Regions from separate parts of the Mus musculus genome. Here region 1 is linked to region 2. A link is a contact called in public HiChIP or PLAC-seq data. All regions are on one chromosome and are shown on one strand. Each heading gives the region's core, a stretch centred on a gene start, on an enhancer-like site or on the middle of the called end of the contact. The rest is flanking DNA. Distances are from core to core; before and after follow the strand shown. Region 1 has its middle 7.9 kb from the start of Tcp11. Region 2 overlaps Anks1 (ankyrin repeat and SAM domain containing 1).

Region 1 (5,071 bases), core at 593-3,092, 150 kb after region 2:
TGTTTTCGAAATCTTGGGATTTCACATAGCCCATTTCCTCAGACGGGGGCCCCCACTGGAGGTGGGGGCCTGTGTTTTATTTTACCAACTTCGGTAAAGACTGTCTACTGGACACACAGGACTGGACAGGGATGAAGGCACTGCGAGTTAGCTGGAGCAAGAGATGGGTTTCAATCATTCCTGTCTTCTGTAATTATCTAAATTGTACCGAGAGCTGAATATAATGACCTGACAAAGAGTGACATGGAGAGCCAGTCTATTTGAAGTTGATCTCAAAAGAAATGGCTGAGAAGTTAGGGGGTCATTGCTGTAGGGGTTTTTATTTGTGGTAAAATAGTATAATATTTATCACTTTACCCGTTCCTGCATAGACAATTCCGGGACATTTTAAATAAATTAAAGTTACAATGTTGAGTAACATTGTTACTTATCTATACCCAAGCCCTTTCCATCATCCTCAACAAACGCTCTGTCCTCTTCGGACAAAGACTGCCCATCCACGTCCCTCCTCCCTCCTCCCTCCTCCCAGACCACCGCGGCCTCTCTCTCATCTCTAACAGTAGAGATGTCACACACACCAAGGTTTCTGTAGTTCTTTCTCCCTTCCTACCACAAGAGAACGGGGAAGTTGCAGTGTGAGCTCACACACACACACAAACACACACACTCACATATACACACTTATATACACACATTCACACACATTCACTCACACAGACACACAGGCATTCTCTCACACATACACACACACATTCACTCACATACACACATTCACTCACATTCACACACATGCACACATACACACTCATACATATACACATATTCACTCACACATATATGCACACACATGCACATATACATACACATATATACGCTCACATACACAGACACACAGACACACTCAGATGCATTCACTCACACACACATTCACTCACACACATATACACATTTACTCACACACACATATACACATTCACTCACACATATGCACATTCATGCACACGTACATATTCACTCACACATATATGCACACTCACACATACACATGTACACACTCACACATACACACTCATACATACACATACACACAATTCACTCAGTCACACACACTCACACATATGCATACACATTCATACACATATATACATACTCACAATGCATACATATTCACACACACATATACACACACTCACACATACACATTTACTCGAATATATATATATATATATATATATATACACACACACACACTTACATACAAATAACACATTTTCCTTCACACACACACTCAGTCTCACAATTCATTTACACATACACCTCAGCCAGTGACCTATAAGGACACTCATACACCCACACACTCACACACACACTCACAAGCACACAGACACACACCTCACACACACTCACACATACACACACACTGCATTTTTCTACCTTCTAGATTCTTCCTAACACTGTCTCCACAGTCCCCCTCTACGTTGTCTACATGATGAAGCCTGGGCTCCCCAGAGCTTCCTGGAATGGTTTAACCTTGCTGGAGGGTCTGCAGCCTCCGGCAGAACAAAAGGAGGTCAGTAGGGCTGAGTCTCTGCTGCTCGCTGAGGAATGGCAAGAATTTTCTGACCCTGATAGTCTGAGAAAGCAAGAACAGGATAAGTTGGTGGCTGATATGGTGCTAAGCTCACTCACGTGTAGCCCTGATGTTCCTAAAGCCTGTGATGTACACACCTGTGACATGCGGGGCTAAGAGAGATGGGAACACAAGAGACATAGAGGCCTCCCAGGGCACCCTCAAATTCCATGCTGTGGAATTTCCCATTGAGCTGCTGACTAAGGAAGAGGCAAGAGGATTGTCTCAATTACCAGAGCAGCCCGAGCTATGCAGTGAGATCTGGCTGAATAGCCTAGAGTATATAGCAAGGCTCTGTCTCAACAGCTCCCTCAAATGGGGTGTGTGTGTGTGTGTGTGTGTGTGTGTGTGTGTGTGTGTGTGTGTACACACATATACCCAACATCCGCATACACAAACCTACACACAAATACAAAGGAGGGCTGTCCCCTCAAGGCAAAGGCTAGGAATACAGCCCAGAAGTGCCACTCCAGACCAGGCCAAACCACACCCTAGGCTCACTCTCAGTCCAGTCACAAGGAAGAAAGCACAGCAGAACCATCTCCAACCCCTGTAGGGTTTCCATCTCTTGTCCCACAGGCAGCAACCAAGGCACCCAGAAGGCTTCCTGTTCAGGTTTGTTGTTTTGTTTTGTTTTAAGATTCATTTATTATTATATATAAGTACATTGTAGCTGTCTTCAGATGCACCAGAAGAGGGCATCAGATCTCATTGCGGATGGTTGTGAGCCACCATGTGGTTGCTGGGATTTGAACTCAGGTCCTTTGGAAGAGCAGTCAGTGCTCTTACCCACTGAGCCATCTCTCCAGCCCCCACCCCACCCCACTTCCCCGCTCAGGTTTTATGCTGCCACTCATTATTTGGTCTCTTTCAGCTGCCTCCTATCCCTCCCCCACCTTGGTCTAATGGAGACCTCACTTATGTAAAAGTTGTCTTGTTCTCTAAGGAACTACTGAGGGGTTCCTCCCCAGCTCCAGCACTGCCAGCCTGCCCCCCCCCCCCCTCCGGGAAGGCTGCAGCTTAAAGGATAGAGAACTCTGGGCTTCAGAATGGGGGTGCCCTGACAGCAGCCAGACCACATAGCTATGCTCCCCAACTCTGAGAATTTGGGGGGGAAGAGGGGAAGCATCTGGAATTCTGAGACAGAGACAGACAGAGTGTGTGTGCGCGCGCGTGCGTGCATCTGTGTGTGTGTGTGTGTTTACCCTGGGAGGCCAGAAGAGGGTATCAGGTTATAGGAACCTGTGGGCCTCCTGACATAGATGCTGGGAACCCAAATCAGGTCCTCTGAAAGAGCAGCAAGTATTCTTAACTGCTGAGTCACTCTAGCCCCACATGACCCTCTCCACCCTCCCTCCCTCCCTCCCTCTCTCCCTCCTCTCTTCCCTCCCTCCCTCCCTCCTTTCCTCTCTCCCTCCCTCCCTCTCTCTCTCCCTCTCTTCAGTGTGCGAATGTCAGTCCCTCACTAAGTTTCTCTGTGCTTGGAACCAGTGTTTGCACTTGATGTTTCCAGAAGTTGCTAAGAGGGTCTCGCTACCTCGAACCCATGTGTAAGTTTATTAAAGAGAAGTTCATTTGTGCTCGCTACACTAAATCCTGGCTGGTCCCTGTGCATAGGACACAAGTTGGGTGAATGAGGCACGGGAGAAGTCTGCTTCCTAGCTTTTTATTGGTTTGGAGACGTGGTCTAACTGTGTAGCCAACCAACGCCTCTAGGTTAGGTTTACCTGGGCCAGATGCACATACACAAAGAGAGAGTTTGTTGCTTTGGCGTGCGTGCGTGCGTGGGTCCCACACAATCCCACTGTCAAGGTGACAGCTAAGCAGGTCTGGCCGCTGTCTTGGAGGCAGCTGCCTTTGCTCTGTGCCCTTGTGAGCCCTGCATTGGACATCACGTTTCCCTGAAACTGGTTTCCCATTGGCGCAGGGCTCCAGTCCTTTGGCCCCATCAGAAAGCAGTGACTCCTCACTAGGCTTTAGATTTGCATGTTCTTGACATCCAACAGAAAGCAGGCTTTCTTGTATTTGTTTATAATATGGGTTCTCCTCTGTGAAACAAATATTCTATTTACCTATTTTTTTTAAACATTTATTTATTTATATGTATATGAGTACACTGCAACTGTCTTCAGACACACCAGAAGAGGGCATCAGATCCTATTACAGATGGCTGTGAGCCACCATGTGGTTGCTGGGAATTGAACTCAGAACCTCTGGAAAGAGCAGTCAGTGCTCTCAACCGCTGAGCCAGCTCACCAGCCCTCTATTTTAAAAAAGACTTTCATTGGTTTGTTAGTTTGGTTTTCACTCTATACGTCCTGACAAGCCTGGAAACTCACAGCAATCCTCCTGCCTCAGCTGGAGTCACAGGTCTGAGCAATCATGTTAGGCTTCACTATGATTTGTTGTTGGTGTTTGTTGGTTCTTTGAGATGATCTCTTACGCTGCTCTGGGACCCACTGTACACTAAGTATCCTTGAACTTGTTTGAGCCCCTCTGCCTTAACCTCCCAAGTGTGTACCAGGATGGGTATCTTACTCTCTGTCCCTGGCTGACCCAGAACTATGTAGACCAGGCTGTCTTGGACCTCACAGAGGTCTGTCTGCCTCTTCCTTCCCAGTGCTAGGGTTAAGGGCATGGCTACCATGCCAGGCTTGCTGCTGCTTCTCCTTCTCCTTCTCCTCCTCCTCCTTTCTTTTTTTTTTTTTTTTTTTTTTTTTGGTTTTTCGAGACAGGGTCTCTGTATAGCCCTGGCTGTCCTGGAACTCACTTTGTAGACCAGGCTGGCCTCGAACTCAGAAATCCACCTGTCTCTGCCTCCCAAGTGCTGGGATTAAAGGCGTGTGCCACCACACCTGGCCAGGCTTGCTTCTTATTGAGTCAGGATATCACTAAATTACCTAGGCAGGTCTTAAACTTGGAATCCTCCTGCCCCAGCCTTCTGAGTAGCTGGGATCACAAGCCTGGGTGACCAAGGCTGTTTTACTCTACTGTTTTCAGGTGGAAGCTAAAGTTATAGGTTCGAGGCTGCAATAGTTGGTTTTAGTTTTCTTTCTTTTCTTTTCCATTGATTTTTTTTTATTTGTTGTTGTTGTTGTTGTTGTTGTTTTATTTTTACACACTTACTCTTACTGTGTGTGTAGCCCTGGCTGTCCTGGAACTTGATATGTAGACCAGGCCTCAGACTCACAGAGCTCCACCAGCCTCTGCTTCCAGAGTGCCAGGATTAAAATGTATGCCACCACATATTCTCCCCCATTTGTTTGTTTGTTTGTTTGTTTGCTTGTTTGTTTTTGGAGACAGGGTTGCTCTACGTAGCCCTGGCTAGCCTGGAACTCACTTAGTAGACCAGACTGGCCTTGAACTCAGAAGTCCAACTACCTCTGCCTCCCAAGGGCTGGGATTAAAGGTGAGCGCCTATACCTGGCTCTAGCTTTAATT
Region 2 (5,323 bases), core at 558-3,057:
TTCCACCCCAAAGAGTTTCATAGGCCTGGTGGTGCATGCTGAGGTTCTAGTGTAGGAGGCTGGGGAGCTCTGACCTGATGCCTGCTTTATGGCGCGCTCTGCCCTGCTGAGGACTTGGCGCTAACGGGTTCCCTCTTCCTACAGCTGCTGTTCCAGCCTTTTCTATAGATGTGCAGTGGCTAGGGCCTGTTCCCTGCGGTTGCAGTGTGTCAGGAACACAGACAAGATATGGACAGTCAGCAAGCATGATGGGAACTGTGCCAGCAGTATGTGTGTGTGAGAGGGTGTGTTTGTGTGTGTGTATGTGTGTGTGTGTGTGTGAGAGAGAGAGAGAGAGAGAGAGAGAGAGAGAGAGAAGAAAAAACATCTATTTTAGTGGCTTCTTTTCCCAAAGTTAAAAATAGTTAATCTCACCCTGTGTGTCTCCTCCCCCACCCCCCCAATCAGAGTAGCACAGAGGACACACAAGGGCTAGTTTGTTTCAGACTTTCTGTCAGAATACACTGTTGGGTAAAACATGTTTTCTTCTGAATGTTTTTCCAATAAGAAAACACAAGCAATTAGGAGCCAAGGTTTACTGTGAGTCTCTGGCTTTAATAGTAGCGGGCTATGCTAGTTAGTCACAATGGCAAAAAGTCTGCTTGTTATCCACAAATCACTAGGGTTCCAGCCTGTTAACATCACTACATTTCAATTTTCTATTTGTATTGCAGTTTTTCTTTTTCTTCTCTTTCCCAAATAGTGCCGGGTGATGCTCAACTCTCCATCCTTCTGACTACACACACACACACCCTCACACCTTCCCCAAGTAATGGGGTTACAGGCTGAAGCAGCACACAGACCTTCTGGTTGTATATTTTTATTTTATTTGATTCTTTTGTAACAGGGTTTATCTTTGTAGCCCTGGCAGTTTTACAACTTGCTTTGTAGACCAGGCTGGCCTTAAGAGTTCCTACTGCTTCTGTCTTCTTATGCTGGGGTTAAAGGCGATTGCCGACACACCCAACTTGTTTGCATATTAGAACAACAACAACAACAACTTAAGGCAGGACTGACCTCTGTTCTAACATCTGCCTGTGAAGAGATGTGTTTTCAGAAAAAAGAGACACAGCAGCATCTTCAGAGGCTTGGAGAACACAGCCTTCCCCACTGCCTTGAGTTTGCACAAAGGACCTTCTCAGTTGTTTTGTGACCCTCCTCCAATTTGTCTGTAGCTGCTTTTATACCTTGAAACTAGTACTTGGCACGTAAGAGCTCAGAGCCCTGGAGCCTGGGCAGTGTGGACATAAAATGTGTCCTCTCCGTGTCTATGAGGTGTGTCCACTCCTCACTTGTAGACACTGTCAGCAGTCTAGTGTCATTTAAAGGGTGCTCTGGCTTTTCCCAGCTGTGTTGCTGTGGAACTTGGCCCTTCTCTCCAGCTCCCAGGAGAAGGAAAGCTGCTCTGAAGGCTGCTAGGCACCAGAACCAGTGTCTGACTAGGGGCTTGGCCTGGCTTTCCGCTGTCTAAGCACTCCTAATGCTCAGCTTGGGGCGTGGCCGGGTGGGTCCCACTGCCATTTACGATCTTGGTGCAACACAAAGCCTGTTGTAAATACAAGTGTCAAGGGTTTTGGCTTGTTTTGGTTGTCCCTGCTTTGTGACCTTGGGCCAGTTAGCCTGGGACTCTGTCTCCTTGGAGATAATTGTATGTGTTTCTTATTAGGATCTAGTAATCAAAGATCCCTTGGAATGGTGAGTGGCACACAGTAGCTAATTAGCACTGCTGTCCCTAGCACAGAAGTGTGTGCACTCAGAGCATCTGGGTGCCAGAGGACGCAGAGAAGGAGGGAGGGGTGTTTGGACAGAAAAGGCATCCTTATTAGGGCTGGCAGAGAGGACATCTGGAGATGGTGCCCAAGCAAGGGGGCACCGTGCATAAGGGTACCGGTGGGAGAAGGGGTTTGATATATCTAAGAAGCCACCAGGAAACTGACAGGGTAGTGGAAAGTTAGACTGGGTGTGTGGTTTGGAGGCTAGGACATTAATTCACTCATAAATAGGCAGTAAAGGTTAGCCTTTGCAAGCCTGCTCTGTTCATGCAGGCTTGTATCTCAGGTACTTATAGGGCTGAGCAAGAGAATCAGTTCACAGCTGGCTTGAGTAACTTAAGAAAGACTACGTCTCAGTTTTAAAGTGAGACCTGGGGTGGCAGAGTGCTCACTTCCCATGAGTAAGGCCCCAGGTAGGTCCCACATTGACCAAGAAAACAGCAGCAGGCAGTCATTTAGAACACCAGGCTTCTAAGCTCTGGAACAGCAAAAGGATGCTGAAGTCCAAATAGATGAGTGAAGTGTTGAACGAGAGATGGTGACTGGGTGGAGGCCTGCCAGGAAGCCATTCTGACACCGAGTGTCCTTGGGCTGTGGGATAGAGAAAAGGAGTGCACAGCATGATCAGGATGGGAGGGCTGATGGTGCACAGGGAGACTGCAGGTACTCTAGACCTCCAGATCCACACAGATCGTGTGCATACGTTTTGTGTGTGTGTGTGTGTGTGTGTGTGTGTGTGTGTGTGTGTGTGTGTGTGTGTGTAGAGACAGACAGACGGGATGGGGAAGGGGGCAAGTTATTAGAATGAAACACTCCTCATGGGTACCTTATAACCGAGTGGAACCCTTCTCTGATCTGAGCTAGCTTCTCCAGTCTGTAGTGAGGATCCAGAAGCAGGAGGAGATGGAGCCAGTTCCTTCCTTGTGTGACTAGATGGCCTGCTTTGTGCTTTGTCAAGCTGGCCTGTTTGACAGCTTTTGCATCCTGGTGGCTGCTGTGTGGCTTTGCCCCCGCTGGAAGCTCTGCACCTCCAGAGACTGAGAATGCTGTTCTCCTGTCTGTGAGCAGAGCTGTTGCAGAGCAGGCCTGAGTCTAGCTGGCCTGGTCAGGCTGCTGTAGGCACTGTGCCCATTACATTTGAGACTGTGAAGGACAAGGCACAGCAGAAGGGAGAACAGGGTTTGATAGCCATAAGGTTTCTGGGGTCATTGGAGGAACTGGGATTTCACGCTTGCAATCAGCCTGTCAGGAATACTCTGTCACAGGCAAGCACCCTGGTGTCCCCAGGCAGAGGTATTAGTCTGGGCAATTTGGGAAGTATGTGTTCTCACAATGGAGAGTCTAGGTTGAAGCCACACCCAAGTCCAGGTTCTTGGTTGTTTGACTTTAAAACAACCCCTGGCCCCTGGTTTTTACTCACTGCCTTGTGCCTCACCCCATGCGCCATCCCTCATCTGGTCTTCACAGCCATCTTTCTGAGGGGGGGCACTTGTGTTGTGCCCCTGCCTGGCACTGTGACACCTACTGTGGGCCAGTTACCTTCCTTGTTCTGCAGGCGAGGAGACTGGGGCACATCATGGTGACACAGGTGCACCTTTGGAGGTCAGGGAGCTGACAGGGTGGCTCTTGCCTTCCACCACGAGAGTCCTGCTACTGTGCTCAGGTTGTCGGGCTTGGTGGCAAGCACCTTTACCTGCTGAGCCATCTCACCAGCCTCCAAATGCCTAGATTTTAAGGTTCAGACCCTAAAGTCCCTGAGTCAGGCACATGGCAACAGGATTTGGCATTTGAAATGAGCTGGGGCTATATTGGGAGAACCACCTCAGTAGAAGAGAGTTCAGAAGATCCTGCACCTACTGGGTAGGTGGTGGTTTGGTGGTGATGCCATGCTCAAACCTGAGCACATGCGCTCTACCACCGAGCCTCCGAGAGTGATTCCAGTCCAGCTTCCAGTGTACCTTGGGAGTGGGGTTACTTCTTGAGTGTAGTTTCTTCATGTATAAAGCAAAGGAAGCCAGGAGGTGGTGGTACACACCTTTAGTCCCAGCACTCGGAGGAAAAGGCAGGCGGGCCTTTGAGTGTGAGGCCAGCCTGGTCTACAGAGTGAGTTCCACGACAGCTAGGGCTACACAGAGAAACCCTTGAAAAACCAAAAAAGAAAGAAAGAAGAAGTGCAGTAAAACAGAGGAATTGGCCTGGATGCTTTCCCAGATCCTTCCTCACCAAAGCCTCGGGTTTCTAGAATTCTCCCTGTGACAAACAATGAGATAAGCAAATGTGGGCTGGAGAGATGGCCCAGCAGTTAAGGGCACTGACTGCTCTTCCAGAGGTCCTGAGTTCAAATCCCAGCAACCACATGGTGGCTCACAACCATCTGTAATGAGATTTGATGCCCTCTTCTGGTGTGTCTGAAGACAGCCACAGTGTACTTACATGTAATAATAAATAAAACTTTAAAAAAAAAAGAGAGAGCAATAAGCAAATGTTGTTGTGGTGTTTGTTCAGATAATATCTGCTATTTAGATACATGATGTATCATGCATTCAGGTGTGGGTGTGGGTGTGGTATCTGGGAATTGAACCTAGGGCCTGACGTGTGTTAGGCAAGTATTCTACCACTGGTCTTTATTCCCAGCCACCCCCACCCTTACAGCCGCTCTTTTCAAAGGTCACATATCACAGTGTTGGCCTGTGTAAGGACACAGCTCTGGCCGGGCTTGGTGGCGCATGCCTTTAATCCCAGCACTTGGGAGGCAGAGGCAGGTGGACTTCTGAGTTCGAGGCCAGCCTGGTCTACAGAGTGAGTTCCAGGACAGCCAGGGCTATACAGAGAAACCCTGTCTCGGAAAACCAAAAAAAAAAAAAAAAAAAGAAAAAAAAAAGAAAAAGGACACAACTCCGTAGTTTATAGCATACCACAGGTATGTACAATATCACCATACTCTCATTTATAGTCACCCCCACAAAGAAATCCTGTACCAGTTAGGATTCAAGTCACCTGTTTCTGCAGCACCTCCCACCATAAGCGCTGTGGCCTGTCTTTTGTGGGGTGCTGCCCGTGTGAGCAGGTCTGTCACTTACCGTTAGATGTTTGAAGCTCATCCACGGTGAAGTCGGATGCAGCCACACTACTTCTGCATGTCAGTAATACTGTGCTGTACTGACTGGCACACTGTATTTTGGTCACTTTTTCATTAGCCGACATGTTATGTGGAAGTAGGCCTATGTTTTTCTCATAGTAAATTGCTGAATTATGTGGTAATAATATATTTAACTTTCTGAAGACCTGCCAGGGTTTCCTACGTGGCTTTATCATCTCCTTGTCCTCCTAGGAGTCTGAGGGTCCCGGAACCTGTGTCCTCACGCCTGTTATCATCTGTTTTTATTCTATCGGGTTGTTTTGTGTTTATTTTTCAGGTTTTTTTGAGATACAGTTTCTCTGTATAGCCCTGGCTGTCCTGGAACTCACACTGTAGACTAAGCTGGCCTCGAACTCAGAAGTCCGCCTGCCTC

Evidence for each region. HiChIP or PLAC-seq counts read pairs in DNA pulled down with a chosen protein or histone mark.
Region 1: a contact with region 2 is called in an H3K27ac HiChIP or PLAC-seq map of embryonic stem cells, with 22 read pairs. The contact joins two enhancer-like sites. A contact is called at or near these places in 5 of 39 promoter capture datasets (the 3T3-L1 cell line, the HPC-7 cell line, embryonic stem cells and 1 more), 5 of 115 datasets of contacts at active chromatin or transcription factors (embryonic stem cells, fibro-adipogenic progenitors and pancreatic cancer cells) and 2 of 9 other capture datasets (adipose tissue and pancreatic islet).

The regions. Positions count from the first base shown.
Region 1 is chr17:28,086,004-28,091,074 of GRCm38.p6, forward strand. No RefSeq gene overlaps it. Among named protein-coding and RNA genes, the nearest start is that of Tcp11, 7.9 kb to the left of the region's middle. Within about 2 kb of position 1,843, at least 29 of the 459 cell types and tissues checked have an H3K27ac peak or open chromatin away from gene starts, as enhancers often do. A contact at or near this core is called in embryonic stem cells, where this site is marked.
Region 2 is chr17:27,939,019-27,944,341 of GRCm38.p6, forward strand. All of the region lies in intron 1 of Anks1 (ankyrin repeat and SAM domain containing 1), which reads left to right. Among named protein-coding and RNA genes, the nearest start is that of Anks1, 32 kb to the left of the region's middle. Within about 2 kb of position 1,808, at least 43 of the 459 cell types and tissues checked have an H3K27ac peak or open chromatin away from gene starts, as enhancers often do. A contact at or near this core is called in embryonic stem cells, where this site is marked.